Linked DNA regions of Mus musculus: regions 2 and 3 are each linked to region 1. Evidence: chromatin contacts called from public promoter capture Hi-C data. All regions are on one chromosome and are shown on one strand. The core of a region is the stretch at or near the end of the contact, and the rest is flanking DNA. Distances in the headings are between cores, read along the strand shown. Region 1 holds the start of Wdr41 (WD repeat domain 41). Region 2 overlaps Arsb (arylsulfatase B). Region 3 holds the start of Polk (polymerase (DNA directed), kappa).

The links. Promoter capture Hi-C pulls out the DNA fragments that hold promoters and counts their contacts.
Region 2: a promoter capture Hi-C map of hippocampal neurons shows a contact between it and region 1, with 2.8 times the contacts expected there. The contact joins the enhancer-like site here to the promoter of Wdr41 in region 1. A contact is called at or near these places in 5 of 39 promoter capture datasets (the 3T3-L1 cell line, 3T3-L1-derived adipocytes, the C10 cell line and 2 more) and 1 of 115 datasets of contacts at active chromatin or transcription factors (astrocytes).
Region 3: a contact with region 1 is called in a promoter capture Hi-C map of liver, with 4 times the contacts expected there. The contact joins the promoter of Polk here to the promoter of Wdr41 in region 1. A contact is called at or near these places in 2 of 39 promoter capture datasets (liver and pre-B cells).

What each region holds. Positions count from the first base shown.
Region 1 is chr13:94,974,433-94,977,714 of GRCm38.p6, reverse strand. It overlaps Wdr41 (WD repeat domain 41), which reads right to left and starts at 1,371. Exons shown (of 14, transcript NM_172590.3): 1 at 1,126-1,371. The coding sequence starts at 1,176.
Region 2 is chr13:93,795,001-93,798,137 of GRCm38.p6, reverse strand. All of the region lies in intron 3 of Arsb (arylsulfatase B), which reads right to left. Among named protein-coding and RNA genes, the nearest start is that of Mir5624, 5.8 kb to the right of the region's middle. Within about 2 kb of position 1,532, at least 7 of the 459 cell types and tissues checked have an H3K27ac peak or open chromatin away from gene starts, as enhancers often do. A contact at or near this core is called in hippocampal neurons, where this site is marked.
Region 3 is chr13:96,540,802-96,544,155 of GRCm38.p6, reverse strand. Polk (polymerase (DNA directed), kappa) reads left to right here and starts at 1,577. Exons shown (of 15, transcript NM_012048.3): 1 at 1,577-1,829. Cert1 (ceramide transporter 1) reads right to left here and starts at 1,421. Exons shown (of 18, transcript NM_023420.2): 1 at 897-1,421. The coding sequence starts at 992.

The DNA.
Region 1 (3,282 bases), core at 122-2,621:
CTCCAGAAGGCAGCACAGCAGCCTGTGCTAACGACACACACCTCGTAACTTAACTCTACAGGGGAAGTCTCAATTGGCCCCCTTTCTGGAGGCAAATTCAGTACAATTTCACCATAAGAAGCTTTGTTCTTAACCAAGGTTTCTTAAGTCTGACAAGCGAGTTTGGACTACGTTAAGTTTCTGTTCCTGAGACCTCTCCTGGGTGTTAGGATAGACAGCAGCATCCTTCTTCTATACACAGTGCCCCCATCACACCTACCCATGGCCAACAGTAGACACTGTACTATCCTCTGGGGACAAGATTACCCCAGGACTGAGAATCACTTAGACTGGAAGGCTGACTGTAATTCATAAGTAATGTTCTCTCATTCATTAGGAAAAATCACCAGCTCTTATAGTGTACATATTCAAGGCAGTTACACAATTGAAGTACTTTTGTGTGGAAAAGAAAACGTAAGATCCAGCATGCTATCCCATGGTGATGGTTTTGCATTTATCTGGTCTCTTTTCTAGCTGTCACTCAATTATGTGAGAGTTTTACCAGGTATGACAGAACTGAATAAAATAGTGTATTCACTAAATAAGCAAATAGTCAAATATATGTTATGTGTCCATTCAATAATCCACAATTCTTCCATAACCCTAAGGACTTCAAATTATATAAAATAAGTGATTTAAAAAAATCACGTGTCAATGTCAAAGCTATGAGGAAGTTAAAACTGCCAAGTTTGCAATAATCCAAACTGTAAAATGCTTCCTATAAGGAAGGAAGTGTAACACAAATTGTTGTGTGGCACATGAAGTAAATTTCAGATGTCAACATTTTTAAGGTGACAAAATTATTTTTTCAATGTGACGATGAGACCATACATGTACTAAATAAACAGAAATCATTTTCTCACTTAGCTTCTCGGAAAGCAACTAGTTAAATTTACGTTCCTTAAGCAAATTCGAGTCCCGGCTGAGAAGACTTATCGGTTCAAATAAATCAAGAGTGGCAGTCACTCCTGCTGGTTTGTAGTTAAGTCCCAGTTTCTTAGCAGAGGCCAGGTGGCCCTGAGCAGCCGCTTCCGGCGCTCGCCGCAGGCCCCGCCCCGGCCCCGCCCCCGGGCCCCCGCGCATTACCTCGGCTAGGCCCTGCGGCTCGCGGCCTCCTCCGATCAGCCAGCGCAGCATCGGGCCGGGGCGTCCGCGGCCCACGGAGCGAGGGCCGCCGCGGCGCAGGTGCTGGGGCTGCGGCCGAGTGAGCCTGGGGCGAGGCAGCGGGAAAACAGAAGTCTCGTTGGGGCGCCCGCACTGAAGGCCGCGACGGCGGAGGCGGAGGTTCCGCGTCCCCAGTGAGCACGCGCGTGGGCGCCGCGCGGTTGGCGCAAGAGCTCAGGTCGCTCGGGCGCCCCCTAGTGGGCGTGCGCTGCGGCCATGTCGCCGCAGGACCAGCGCTTGTCTAAATCCTGTGTAGCTACGGCGCCCCTTAAACACACTAGCAAGTCTCCTGGTTTCCCAACAGCCAGATGGAGAGGGTGTGCCTGCAGTAGACTTCTGCTCCTGGACGAATCTAGTGGCGTTCTTGTACACCAAGCAGCCAACATTGTGTGCCACAGAATAAGGACTGTACCAAACCCTAACGCCTCCCTTTTTACAGACCAAGAAACTGACCCGCTTAAAGATTAAGTAATGTGTCTAAAGATAAAAGCCAGCAGGTGGCCATGATGGAATTAAGACTTGCTCGGTAAACTTCAAAACCGGTTCTTACACATTGCCTGGACTGTCTTCCAAAGCAGGAAGTATAAAGCGAAGGAATCCGTTCCCTGGCTGTGCTGCTGAAACATGGAGCGACATTTCTAGCTCCAAACATTCTATGTCAGCCTCTAAATTTTCTTAATAGTTACACGACTGGTTATACAACCTGGCTTCGTATCAAAAATTACCTGGACACTTTTGAAAATGTAGACTAGGAAAAGCAATCTCTAGTTGGCACATAGAAATCAAAGTTTGAGGGGACTAATATCCAATATATATATAAAAAACCCAAGAAGGTAGACTCCAGAAAATCAAATAACCCCATTAAAAATGGGGCTCAAAGCTAAACAAAGAATTCTCATCTGAGGAATACCGAATGGCTGAGAAGCACCTGAAAAAAATGTTCAACATCCTTAATCATCAGGGAAATGCAAATCAAAACAACCCTGAGATTCCACCTCTCAACAGTCAGAATGGCTAAGATCAGGTGACAGCAGATGCTGGTGAGGATGTGGAGAAAGAGGAACACTCCTCCATTGTTGGTGGGATTGCAAGCTTGTACAACCACTCTGGAAATCAGTCTGGCAGTTCCTCAGAAAATTGGACATGGTACTATCGGAGGATCCCACAGTACCTCTCCTGGCCATATATCCAGAAGATGTTCCAACTAGTAAGAAAGATACATGCTCCACTATGTTCATAGCAGCCTTATTTATAATAGCCAGAAGCTGGAAAGAACCCAGATGCCCCTCAACAGAGGAATGGATACAAAAAATGTGGTACATTTACACAATGGAGTACTACTCAGCTATTAAAAAGAATGAATTTATGAAATTCCTAGGCAAATGGATGGATCTGGAGGGCATTATCCTGAGTGAAGTAACTCAATCACAAAAGAACTCAAATGATATGTACTCACTGATAAGTGGATCTTAGCCTAGAAACTTAGAATACCCAAGATATAAGTTACAATTTGCAAAACACATGAAACTCAAGAACAATGAAGACCAAAGTGTGGACACTTTGCCCCTTCTTAGAATTGGGAACAAAATACCCATGGAAGGAGTTACAGAGACACAGTTTGGAGCTGAGACGAAAGGATGGACCATCTAGAGACTGCCATATCCAGGGATCCATCCCAAAATCAGCCTCCAAACGCTGACACCATTTCATACACTAGCAAGATTTTGCTGAAAGGACCCAGATAGAGCTGTCTCTTGTGTGACTATGCCAGGGCCTAGCAAACACAGAAGTGGATGCTCAGGGTCAGCTATTGGATGGAGCACAGGGCCCCCAATGGAGGAGCTAGAGAAAGTAACCAAGGAGCTAAAGGGATCTGCAACCCTATAGGTTGATCAACAATATGAACTACCCAGTACCCCCCAGAGCTCCTGTCTCTAGCTGCATATGTAGCAGAAGATGGCCTAGTCGGCCATCAGTGGAAAGAGAGGCCCATTGGTCGTGCAAACTTTATCTGTCTCAGTACAGGGGAAGGCCAGGGCCAAGAAGTGGGAGTGGGTGGGTGGGGGAGTGGATGGGGGA
Region 2 (3,137 bases), core at 283-2,782, 1.2 Mb after region 1:
TGAGGTCCTTGGCCTTGGAGAGAGACCCCTTCTCACCTCACTGACTCCTGATTCACACTGAAGTCCTGCCCCACATTAACCTCCACTGATTTCTGGTTGTTTTGTTTTGTTTGTTTTGTTTTGTTTTGTTTTGTTTTGTTTTGTTTTGTTTTGTTTTGTTTTTGAGACAGGGTTTTTCTCTGTGTAGCCCTGGCTGTCCTGGAACTCACTCTGTAGACCAGGCTGGCCTCGAACTCAGAAATCCGCCTGCCTCTGCCTCCCAAGTGCTGGGATTAAAGGCGTGCACCACCACTACCCAGCTTTGATTTCTGTTTCTTAGAACCTGGTATGTCCTTGGTATTTTCTTGATTTCAAACTCTTATTCCGATCAGCTCAGTCATAGCTGCCAACTGTACCCCAACCCTAACTGTGACCCTTTCAAGTATCCTAAGACTATAAAATGGAATCCTGGTTTGGAAAGCGTGTCTAGACACTATAGTATCACATAAAACCCAGACTTAACTCTGCATACGTACATTGAGGATGCTAATGGATCTTTTCCCTTTTCTGTTCTGCTCCATGGCTCCTAAGATCTGAACTCTAAACATCCGCACTATGGGAAGAAACCACATATCACTCATTTTTATGTCTTTAGAGGGCTCCCTAAATCAAAGTATAAATTGGAAAAACAGGAATACATTTTTAAACTACTATTCTATCTTTGACAACCAAATTAAGACATTTCTTCCCAGCTTGTACTCACACAAAGAAAGTCTTCCACTAGGATTTATTGTTTTGTTTTCCTTAGGAAGCTTCTAGTAGATTAGATGTAGAGGGTTCTTTGTTTTTTTAAGTTCTTCAAAGTGCTGCTGTTCTAATTTTAACAGAAAGTCATGCTATGAATATATGACTTTCTTTTTATAGTGCTACTACTATGTGAGTCACCCTCACATAAAGGAGAAAGGATGTCCCTTCCTGACACATGTAAAGCCATTAGCAGCGTCCCCAGAATCAACAGCTCAACTGTTACACGGCAGCTCTGTCGATTTTCTCCCTCAGCTGCCCCTTAAAAGCAAGTACACGTTAGTTGGTTGGTGAACACTTCCTGTGAATTCTTTGAATGACTTCCATCTTAGAACAAATGTCATGTTACAATCTACACATGATGCTCTAGGCACCTGAGAGCCTAGCACAGAATTAGGTTAAATCCTGGGGAAAGATGTTACAAAGATGCAGCTCCTGAAGCCAGTGAGTCGCATCACTGTCTGGAGAGCTGAAGCCGGGAGCATCTGTGTGCAGGAGCTGCCTTGTGGAAACGGCTGGGTTGCTACATGACTATTCTTTCTTTTACTTTAGTCTGTGCTTGGGGGCTCTGAGCATGCTGATTACCTCTTCAGAGCATCCCACGCGCTGGCAGGAAATGTCCATCTCCCATCTGGTGATTTTGGTAACGCTATCTATGAGCAGTGCCATGTTAACAGCACCCCTCTCATGGGATGTGAGCTCTTAAGGCCTGTGACTGTCCTCGGTTCTGGTGCCTTCTCCACCAGCCCAGTTTAACTGCCCACCCACAAGGAACCACTTCTCCACAGACGCTTCCTGGTAGCTGCTTGGTGGTATGAGGGCACCAGGAGACAATACTGTTTTGTACACATCCCTAAATATCTGAGAGATTGCTCCCCTTCTTCATGGTTCATGGCAGACATAGTTGCCTAGAGATGTCAGCATTACACCCTTAAAAATCCAAAGTGTGGCAAAGCCGAGACCAGTCACCAGGGGAGATGAGAACAGTCACTAGGGAAGATTCCTCAAACTGAGTAAAATAGCAAAGATGGAGCCTGGAAGGTTCTAAACAGACAAGGAGTCACTGGCAGGTCACTGTGTCTGAACACGTAGACAAGCAGAACGCTCATTAAGACTTGTGTGTGCTGAGCATCTCCAGGCAGTAAGAATAACTTTGTATTGTGCACAGCTTATCTCTGCTGCATAGAGTTGCATGATTAGATCAGATTGTGAGCCCGTAATACCAGCAAGCTGGCATCTGCTTGTCTTTGTACTTGTGAGAGCATCAAGCTAACACTCACGGAACCATCCTGAGTGCACAGGATCTCCATAGCGGCACCATGGACACCACGGAGAATCACTGATAAGGGGATGAAATATTAATGCCTTACAATATCTGATATCACTATTTCTTCCAAATGTCCCAGGAGGTCCTAATATGCTGTCAAGACCGGGACTGTGGAGCTGAATATGAACTGGGATTCAACATCTCTGCACGAGCTGTGACTAGGGATGGCGAATAAAGGCAGATGCTCTTGGAGTCCAAAGTGAGAGGTTACATCCTGACTCTGACTTCACACAGTCCCGTGGCTTTGAACAAGTCACTTCATTTCTCCAAGCCTGTTTGCTTAAACAAACAGCGTGTCTTCTATCCTTCTATCAAAGGATAATAAAGAGTTCCCTGAAAGCCTTACTTTGGCTTTCTTGGTATTAGGCCATATCCATAAAATGCCTCACATACAATTAAGAGCTATAATACAGCCAGCAAGAGGCACCATTGCTAACAATACCTCTTTGTGGTGCACGGGCTCTTAGGGCCTCCTGTTGTCCTTGGTTTCAAGCCTTTCCCCACAGCCCCCAGCTTATAACTCCCCCTCCCCACAGAACTATTTCACCCCAGTTGCATCTTCTTATCCATTTAATGTTATATGAAGCCACCTTCCTAGCCCACCAACCATTCTGGTTTTAAATCTAGACTTAAAATGTGCAGGTTTCTAAACATTTGAGAGAATGCTCCCCTTTCTTCATGTTTCATGGCAGACATAGTTACCTAGAGATGTCAGGTGACGATGTCAGCTCTTAAGTACCTAAAGTATGGCAAAACTGAGAACAGCCACCAGGGAGAATCCCTCATACTGACTGAGAGTATAGAAGACAGAGCTTGGAAGATTCCGTAGCAGACAGAGTCATTAGCAGGTCACTAAGTCTGAACAGATACACAAGCCAGAACCCTGCCTGCTGAGGGTTCACGCATCGTCAAAGAGACAAAGTGCAGAGAACTGGAAGGACCTGGACACTTTCTCAAATTTTCCATGTCCCACTGAAGGCCAATTTTTGTGAGTGTGCTAATACAATTCTTCATAAGGACACGCTTT
Region 3 (3,354 bases), core at 328-2,827, 1.6 Mb before region 1:
ATTAACAAGATCACTTATTTCCAGCCCTATAAATTCTATCTAGGCTTAAAGGAAAGAAAGAAAGAAAGAAAGAAAGAAAGAAAGAAAGAAAGAAAGCTGAAACGGTGCTTTTAAAAGTACAGAGGCAAAACAAAACAAAAAATGTCTTTCCTTTCTGTACAAATACTGCATTACTAAATAACGCTCCTTTTCCTGAACTAAAGGTCGGTCTTCCTTCTGACACGTTCCAACTTACTATTAATATTTCTTATCCACAGCTTGCCAATTCAATAGCTCTTTTCTGAACTTGGACAAGGAGGGGGTAAGGTACAAAAGTGCCGCACACGCTTCCTACACCAAAGATCACTCACACCTCAAAGTTTACTATCTCAGATTTCAAGGCCAAACCCAGTCAACTGGTTTGCCTAAGTTACACCAATTAAGAGCCGAACAGCACCTGCCCCCATTCTGGTAGGGGCCTCCAAAATACAGTCTGAAAGGTCGATTTCACCGCCCTCCTGCCCAGCACTTCTTCAGACACCACGGGTTGCCCAACCCAGATTCCTACACCCCAGACAGCTGCGGCCTTGGGTTCCAAGTTACCAGATGCACCTTGCCTCCCGAACTAGATCACGGATTTAATACAAGCTTTCCAAGGTCCTCCGCCAAAGCTGACAGGATCCAGGAATTGGGGGGCTAGCGGTAAGGACAGTCCCAAGCACCTCCTATCCCATCCCTGGCCAGGCACTCATTCCAAGACGACCTTTCGGCCCCGCACCCCAGCACATTCCGCAGCCCCCGCCCCGGGACAGTCGGTGCCTCCAGTCCAGCCCCACCCCAGGTCCCGAGCGGCTCCCCCTCGCCTCGCGGCAGGTGAGTCCCGGCAGCGGATCCACGGTCCCCGCGGGGCAGCTCACCTTGCTGAGGACCCCGCAGCGCTCCACAGGCGGCCCGGACTCCGTCTCCGGATCCTCCTCCGAGCCCGACGAGTTCCAGCTCTGGTTATCCGACATGGAGACGCGACAGCCGAGCAGGAGACCGGCCCCCGCTCCGCGAGCTGCGCCAGTGCAGGCGCCTAGTCCCTGGGGTGAAGGGTCGGGGGATGGCACCGCCAAGAGAGCCCGCTCCGGGGAGTGAGGGAACAGGAAGAGGGACGAAGCGCGCCCGCCGCGCCGCCGCCGCCGCGCCTGACACCGAGCGGACCGGGGAAGGAGGACGAGCGGCGAAGAAAGCCTGCCCTTCCAGCCGTCAGCCGCCGTGGCCGTGACCCCTGCGCTGCGCCCGGCGCCGCCACCTGAACTCGGCCCCCTAGATGCCAACCTCAGTCAGGGAGGGAGGAGGGGAGGAAGACGGGAAGAGCCAAGCCAACGGCAGAGACCCAGATCCACTCACTCACACCTCCGCTACAGCCGCCATCTTCCTGCCGGGTCCACTATTTACCCTCCCTCCTCTCTCAGCTCCCTCCCCTCCGTCCTCCCATCCTCCCTCCACCCCGCCCCGGGCCCCTCCCGGCGGCTCGCGACGCTCCCTACCTCCGGCCCTCCCGGGTGACGACGGGTAGGGAAGGAGGCGGAGCCGGGAGAGGAGAAAGCTGAACAGGGAAGCCGCTGCGCTGCATTCTGGGAAGGCTGGCGCTCCGTCCGCCGCGCAGCCTCCTGGGAGTTGTAGTCGCAATCCTAGGCAACTGGTGTGTGTCCTGGGCGCGCCTAAAGGCTGGTTGCCTAGGGGAACCTTCTGAAGGCAAGTGGGCTTCTTTTGAGAGTTGCGTGCCCCTTTCCGTCCAGCCTGGCTTCCGATTCTGCCTTGCGTGTTTGTGACGAGCCAGCGAGCCGGGACGTGAGAACCCTCAGGTGAGGATGGTGGGCTGTGCGACGCTGCTTTCCGGAAAGCCCGGGAACATCTTTGCAACTTGCCTGGGCAAAAATGATAGGGACTCCGTCGCTTCACTCAGGTTAGGAGTTTATGATCTCTCCAGTCGCAAACTGAAGATTTGCTTCCTCTCTAAAACCGTCACTGTTAATTCCGAAGGACTACTGTCTATGTCTTCGGAAGTAGACTTAATATTTGACGTTTACTGCTGTTGGAGGAAGAATTCCTTCAGACTATTTTCTCACTGTTAATTTATAGAATTTTTATCTCGTGCAATTAATGTTGAGGTTGTCAGAGAACAAATAACGTTTAAAGAACTTCTTAAAAAGGAAATTAGGGTCATATTATATCCTGAAGTTTTCTCTTAGTTGTGAACAAGTATCTCCCCGGAGACCCATGTTAACCATCTTTTTCCTCCCCGGAAGACAGGATAACTTGGATAGAAACTTTCTATCATTAAGATCAAAATGCGAGTTTTACTAAATAATAAGGAATTAGGCAATAGGTAGCTATCAAATTCCTGATCATTTCCAACTTTGAAATTCCTTATTTAACTGCAGAAAGAATTTCTACCTGCTACCCAGATGGAAAAGTAAGAAATTTTGAGTGTTTGGGGGTAGGGTGGGGTGTTAAGGCACAATGACTAAGAAAAAACAAACAAACAAAACAAACAAAAACTCTGGGAGCAATCGAAGAGTCCTACACTCCACATGACAGGAAGTAGCCCTGAGAAGTTCTTGTGTAGAAGCATTCCTGGAGACTAAATGCAGTAGAATCTAAGTCTACTGTATGTCAGATACAAATGATTTTCCATCGTAAAATCATGACAAACATAACTGAAAGATATTCAAATGAATAAAACCTTAAGAGATAAAGATTTTAAGAATACCTTATCAGGGTGTTAAAACATAGCCCAAGGAGATATATGTACACACACACACACACACACACAGAGAGAGAGAGAGAGAGAGAGAGAGAAGAGGGCAAACCACTTTGTAAATTACAAGAGTATGCATTTAGATAGTTTGCTTTGCTTACTAAGTCAGATATGAATAGAATTTCTGATTCTTGTGCTAGGTTTTAGAATCACTGCTCTTAAAGAAAGTGGTTGTAAATATTGAGGAACTCACCTCACAATGCAATTTAGAATCACAGAAACAGTGTTATGTTTAATTTCTAAAAAGAACCTTCAATTTATTTGGTGACTCATTTAGGTTTTGAGTAATTGTGACCACCAACACCCAGCTCCTGCTTGCTCAGTTGAAAATTGCTTCCTTGTATTTAGTGTTAATGTTTGAGAAATTGCCTCCGTTGCATGGGTCCTTTGTACTAGAGGCTAAGATATTTTAAGTACAGGAAGATTTTTGTCTAGTGATTAGATTACCACATTAGAAATTATGGTTTGCATTATTACTGTTAGCAGAAAGCAGTGCCCTGCAGTAGCCATGCCGGAATGAAGGGTACAAGCTTTCTTTATTTCATAATAAAAATGGCCGCTGTCCAGCT